Regions from separate parts of the Sus scrofa genome. Here region 2 is linked to region 1. Evidence: chromatin contacts called from public HiChIP or PLAC-seq data. All regions are on one chromosome and are shown on one strand. The core of a region is the stretch at or near the end of the contact, and the rest is flanking DNA. Distances in the headings are between cores, read along the strand shown.

Region 1 (3,214 bases), core at 342-2,841:
GTGCAGACTGAGCGGTGGGTGGGGCTGAATGAGGAGAGCTGCCCTGGGGGAAGGGGTTGTGCTGGTATCCCCAGGGGTGGGGCCTGGAGTCCAAAAGCACAGCACCCTCCACCTAGCCCAGACCAATGCGACTGGCAGGCAAAACTACAGTGGATAGTGAATGTATGAGGACAAGGCTCATCTTGACCCCGCGGCCCACACCAAAAACAAGCCTGTCCAAACCGAGGCCAGCTTTGCAGGGTCAGTCCAGCTGCCGCCTGTGCAGTGGCGCGCTTGGCGGGCACAGCCCCTCATCAGCGGAGAGCCTAGGCAAAGTCCGGCAGTGAAACAATATCTGAGGTGTCAGCAGCAGACAATGACAGCGGCCCAGCAGGCTAAGTATTTTAAGTAACTAAGAAGTTGGAGGTTTTGGCTGCCTCTTTAGCTCTCTCACACACACCCAAACGGTTCGTTCCCTCTACTACAGTAATTGCTCCCTCGACCTCTGGCAGAGAACACCCCCGCGCACACACATGCACATACACAACACCGTGCTTATCGCTATTTTTAAACCGGAAGCTGGAGAGAGAAGGCGGGGGCGGGGGGGGGAGACAAAGAGGCCTTGAAGCTCTAACCCAAGGACTAGCTTGGGCTACTGCCCTAACCCAGGATCCAGCGAGAGCCGGGCTGCCAGCGGGGCGGGCACCAGATGCACCCAGTGGCTGGTTGGGCCCTCAAGGCCGAGGTCCTGAAGGGAAGTGAGAAGCCCACAGGCCCAACTGAGCTCCCCCAAGGAGGAGGCACACAATGTAGATACCCCAATCCACGACAAAGCAAGTATCCTATCCGTCGGGCCCAGACCAGCACGTTGGCTCCGTCCCCAGAGAAGTAAGAGAGGCAGGAGATGCGCAGGGGAGGGGAGGGGTGGCAGACGGCCGCTGGGGTGAGCAACACCCGTGTAACACAGCTGTTCTAGCTAAGGTGCTACAACAAAGCTGCTGAGCTCCAGGCCTACAAATGCCCGCTGGGGGTGCTGGTTGGCTGTTCCTCTCCAGGGAGCTAAGGGTAGCACGTGCGGGCCCCATCCCCGCCTCCCCCAGGAGCCCAGATGCATAGCCCAAGCTAGCTCACCGGCCTGCCCACCTCTTCTCCGCCTCTAGCCGCAGTCGCTCGCGCCGAGTACCTGGCACTGGCCCACACCGGGCAGTCCTCAAAGCGGGTTTCAAGGGGCAGCGCAGAGCGGTGCGAATGCCGACCCGCCCAGCCCTGAGAGCTCCTCTCCAGGCTGCCAGAACGGAGCACGCGGGACTGCCACCGGAGGGCGGGCAGGCGGAGACTACTGTCTGCGAGCAAAGCTTACCCAGCCCGGTCTGGTTTCTAGCCCGGTTATTGTCTGCTGCGCCGCCCTGGAGAAGGCTGGAGCCTCAGCTGCCACGGCTGAGAGCTCCGCCGCCGCCACCGCCGCCTCCGCCTCCACCTCCCCCTCCCCTACCGCCGCCGCTGTTCCAGTCACCTCCTGCACTGCCTCCCCTTCCCCAGGTTCCAGGGAGTTCCCCCCCACCCCTCCCCGGGACTCAGCCACAGGGTAGGGTATGGGGCGCCCTGATTGGCAGGTTTGTGGTCCAATCCCTAAGGTGAAAAGGCGTTCCCCGACTCGCCTACTGTTTTCCTCCGTGAGTTTCTCTTTAAATGCAAATAAGCGCGGGCGTGGTGTAGGCAGGGGGCGGAGAGGCTGCAGAACCCCTGGCTGGGACTCCCCACTCCCCCACCCCCCAACGACGGGCGGGTAGCTAGCTGCTTGGCCACACCTCAAGCTCGCGGGGCCGGTCCCGCCCGGATGGGGTTCGCGGGAGCCCTGGAGCTCGGTTTCGATTTTGCTTGCGTCCCATTTCCGTGGCGGCCCTGCAATTTGGCTGCCCTGGCAGCAACCACGCAGTTTATTCCAGAGAGGCGGGCAAGGAGGGGCGAGGGTGGAGAGGTTGGAGAGGCCTTCTGCCCCTTGCCGAGCCCAACCTTGAGCGTAGAGACTGGGCCCTGCTGCAAGCGCTACTTGGCCGCGCTGGGGAATTCACCTGCCAGGAAAGTCAATTGTGGTGCCCGCCTCCCAGCTTTCACCACCTCTTTGGCTCATGGGCACCTTAAGAAACCATCCAGTTCAACTTCCAGTTACTGAAGGGCCTGCTGCTGCCCAGAGAAGAAAAAGTACTTGCCCAAGGTCACTCGCCTTGCCCGCAACAGGGACAGATTGAAGTTCTGCCCAGGCTCCCAGTCCAAGGCTGCTTTCATTTTTCTTCTCTGTAGATACCTATTTCCGTGATTGACCCTCACCCAAATCTCCCACCTTTTACAGAACTTGAAGGGATCCCCAAAGTCTCTAGTGGCCCCCTCAACCTTCCCTAGTGGTGAGCTATGCTCTGTGCTGTTTCCTGTCCTTGAAAAAATCTGGATAGAGAGAAATATTTTGTCTAGGCCCAGACCAGAGATCAAGTCTGAGGGTGGAGTGAGAAGGCCTGTACCAGCCGTGCCACTGATGTGTCTGGGATGTGGCAGGGGGCCAGCTTGAACTTGAGTCTCTAGCTTAAGGGCATTAAATGGCATTAATGGCTGCCGGGCCAGGTGAGCTGAGGCAACAAAGAATCCAGTTCTACCACTAGCTCAAGAATATCCAGAAGGCCCAGCCCTAAAATTCTGTAGATGTCTAAAGGGGGGGGGGGGGCTAGAGAACAATGCCTGCCGTTTTTGCATTGCAGGAGGAATGTTCTCTGTTGCTTGATTGGGTCCCGTCTGCACTGAAAAAAATCCAGCTGCTAAAACTGGTAAGAGGAGGACTACTGCCCCTTGCATGTGTGGCACACAGGAAGAGACATGGCTGCTAGGGCTGGGATCTGGCTCCAGCTCTGCCTCAGACCTCCTGTATGACTTTGGCCAGTCTGTTTTACTCTGGGCCAGTGCATCAACCCATCTCCACAAGGAGACAAAATATTACAATTTGGAGAAGACAGTTTCCAAATCTGGAGCCCAGGGAAATGCAGGGCCAGGACAGTCTCAGCTGTGGGAACAGGAAGAGGAGATATTCAAAGCAGTCAACTGGTAGGTGTGAAATAACCCTGAAGTGAGTTACACCACACCTCACCTGTCACAGAAACTAGTCCTCTGTATCCTCTACCTAGCTACAAAATATTCTGCCACACCAGTCAGATTTGGGACTGATATTTGACATTGAGCTGGGCCCAAA
Region 2 (3,214 bases), core at 505-3,004, 210 kb after region 1:
CAGGAAAATCATGGACAAAGGGGGTAAATGTGCAAGTAACTGTGTCAGGAATGACTAAGACATGATCTAAGGACCTCCATGTTTGCTACCCATGCTGGACTTTTGCTTAACACTCTAAATTAAAACTGCTGAAAGGTTGCTAAGTTGCTAAAAGGAAAGAATAATGCTGAGAACTGGACTTCATCTGGCCTAAGAAAAGATACTTTTCCCTAGTAATGAATGAGATGCATTCCATAACTCAAGCTTACATATAGAATAAATTTACCCTCAAATCCAAATTCCTGGTAAACAACTTGTGAAAGACTGCATTAACTTCCCTCTTTTCCTGTTAAAAAACCCTTCCCATTTTCATCTAGAGGGACACTATTCTGGTTTCCTCCAGATTTTCTGTGATCCCTGAATTGCAATTCTAAGACCCCAAGTAAACTACCTTTTTGCCTCTTTACAGTTAGTGATTCCTGCAGTTGATACAAGTTACAAAAAAGCTTCCACACATATCCTTTTATTTAGTCTTCACAACCACCCAGTGAAGTGAGCAGAAAAATTTCATTACCTCCATTAGGTAAAGGAGGAGCAAAAGTCTCAGAAAGGTTAAATAAATTGTCTAAAGTCATCAACTACTAGATAAGGGTACCAGCATTCTAACTCAAGTCTCTTGGCTTCAAAATCCATGCTCTTTAGATTATAACATACTGGGCCACATCTGTTATGATAGATAGAAAAATATAAGCTTGAGACTAGTTGTAACTCTTCCCTAACAAGAGGAAGGTGGACTTAAGAGTAGAAAGAGGTAGGAGTTAGAGAGGAAAGAGTAGGGTCTGAAAAGAAAATAAGTAGAAGAGGCTCTAACTGAGGGTAAGCTATACACAGATGCCAAGTGGACTGGTAATGCCACGTCTTGGCTGTTTTTTTTCCTGGCTGAGCAGGGCCAACTCCACTTTGCTACCCTTCCTTCCTTTCCCATGGGCCAGCTTGGGGCTGGACAGATACTTTTGCCCCCCCCCCCCCCGCCCCTGCCCCAAATCTACACATGCACACCAGGGAGCTGGGGTCGGGGCTGTGATGGTCTAGGCAGTTGTTGGGGGGCAGGTCAGGGGCAGAGGGAGGTAAGAATAGGGTAGGGAAATGCTAGATAAAGGAAGTAACTCTCTGGGAGGTGATGCCATGTGGAGTACTCAATAAAAGGCTGTTAGAAGTGTGGTGCCTGTGTATAAAAGGCTGGAGTAAAGCAGTGTGTGGAGTAACAGCTGGGGGGTTGCCGGGCAGGGAGGGACTTGGAAGGCAAGCACCCGGCGAGGGGCCGGCGTCTGGTGAGAGGACGGTTTGCACAGGACCACCACTCCTCCCGCCTGCAGGTGGGTCCCAAGGAGAGGAGAGTTCAGTTTGGTTGAAAGAAGGTATGAACCATGAACCGAGAGAGATCACTCGGTCCAGCGCGGAAAAAGGCGTCAAAGAGTACCCCGAGAAGAATTGAGGGGGTGTCCCTGGGCTCGCGTCTGAGCACCAAGAAGGAGCCCGAGGCTCCAACCCAGCCGAACTCTTCCCCTTACCTTGGGCACCGTAATATGGTCCATGATCGTAGTTCCCGCCATTCAAATCTCTCAGTGCTACTCGGCCTGCTGTGGCCGCCAGCGCGTTTGCCTTTGCTGCCGCCACCACCACTCTCGCTACCTCGTAGCCCAACCCAGGATCCAGCCTGTCACCACCGGGTTCCCAGCTCTGGATCAAGCTCTAGTCACCTGATCCTCGCTGGGGTTCCTATCGCGACACTTTGTCTGTGGCAGCTTCCGCCATCTTGCTTCCTGGCAATGCCCTTTTCTTTGGGGAACCCGCTCTAAATGCCGTTCCTTTAGCAGGGGAAATTGCTAACTGTACATTCCAGCTCTCTAAGAACACTCGGTCTAAATAAAATCCAGTGATTGTGAGATTTTTCATATTTTTTTTTTAGGGAAAATCTTCTAGGGATGTAAACAGGGGGCAGAATAGTGACATATTAGTATCACAAATATTTCTAGGACTGCTTCCATTTTCTTAAGATTAAAAATAAGAGTAAAAGACTGTTATGGTTCAGACTCCAGGTTTGGCCCAGGAGTTCTTAAGTCCCAGGCTGAAGTACTGACACACTTGTCACACACCATGATGCTGTAAGGATTCTGAGCACCAATATCATTCCACTATTTTCTAATGTTAACAGTAATGGCACTCTGCAGAGATAGTGAAAGGCCAGTCGAGTGAAAATCCCCCTCTTCCGGACTCGGAAGAGGCGACACCCCAAATCACTCACGAGAAGCGGTCTTGATGCAAACAGCAAGAGGATTTTTATTCCAAGCGCGCTGGGGCCCACAGTCGTACGCCACGCAGGGGTAGAGGGGTAGAGGGGTAGAGGGGTAGAGGGGTAGAGGGGTAGAGGACTGTGGAGTCGGGACAGCTTTTATGGGGTTCACAACAAAGCCCGCGATTTTACAAACTAATCATTTTAAAATATCACAAACCAGTCAATTTAAAACTTCGAGAGCCCGCGCTTCGTGGACCAATTAATTTTAAGTTGTTCTGGAGTTACGTGTTTGTGCCTGTCCCTGGGCAGGGGAGACATATTGTCGCCAAGATACATTTATCAGGATTTTCAACATTTTGTGGCACAACCGATCTTACTGGGGTGGGTTAGGCGATTAACTTCTCCTCTTTTTATCTTATGCAAGCAGCTTTACAGAAGCCAAACAAGCAGTTAGGAACCCTTTTCCCTGTTATCTCAAGCAGTTTCAAGAAGTTTCATGCCTAGAGGCACATACTCAGGGGCCTGTTTTTCCCCTTTCACATAGTTTTGTACAGAACAGAAAGCAAGCCCTAAAACAGCAAAAAGTATGATCTTTTACCTATAGGGAACAGGGTCTGGAATTCGAGGGGCATTTAGAGCTTCTTATTAACTTCCTGGGTTCTGGGAGGGTCAGGTTGCATTTTCATCCTTTCAATAGCACAGACTACCCCGAGAGTGATAACTGGATTTCTGAAAAGCTTCCTATGAGACTTTGGGCAAGTCACCATAGAATATTTTTGAAATGGTTTATGAGCATATCCTCCTCTAACTCCTTTCAACCAGCAGAGGTCTACTGCCATTATTCTTTTTTTTTTTTTTTTTTTTTTTTTTTTTTTTTTTTTTTTTTTTTAATTTTATTTTCCCACTGTACAGCAAGGGGGTCAGGTTATCCTTACATGT

What was found. HiChIP or PLAC-seq counts read pairs in DNA pulled down with a chosen protein or histone mark.
Region 2: an H3K27ac HiChIP or PLAC-seq map of alveolar macrophages shows a contact between it and region 1. The contact joins the promoter of MTMR8 here to the promoter of AMER1 in region 1. A contact is called at or near these places in 1 of 47 Hi-C or Micro-C datasets (heart right ventricle) and 1 of 2 datasets of contacts at active chromatin or transcription factors (alveolar macrophages).

Annotation. Positions count from the first base shown.
Region 1 is chrX:50,862,514-50,865,727 of Sscrofa11.1, forward strand. It overlaps AMER1 (APC membrane recruitment protein 1), which reads right to left and starts at 1,592. Exons shown (of 2, transcript XM_013990913.2): 1 at 1,493-1,592.
Region 2 is chrX:51,076,042-51,079,255 of Sscrofa11.1, forward strand. MTMR8 (myotubularin-related protein 8) reads right to left here and starts at 1,755. Exons shown (of 12, transcript XM_021080719.1): 1 at 1,551-1,755. The coding sequence starts at 1,592.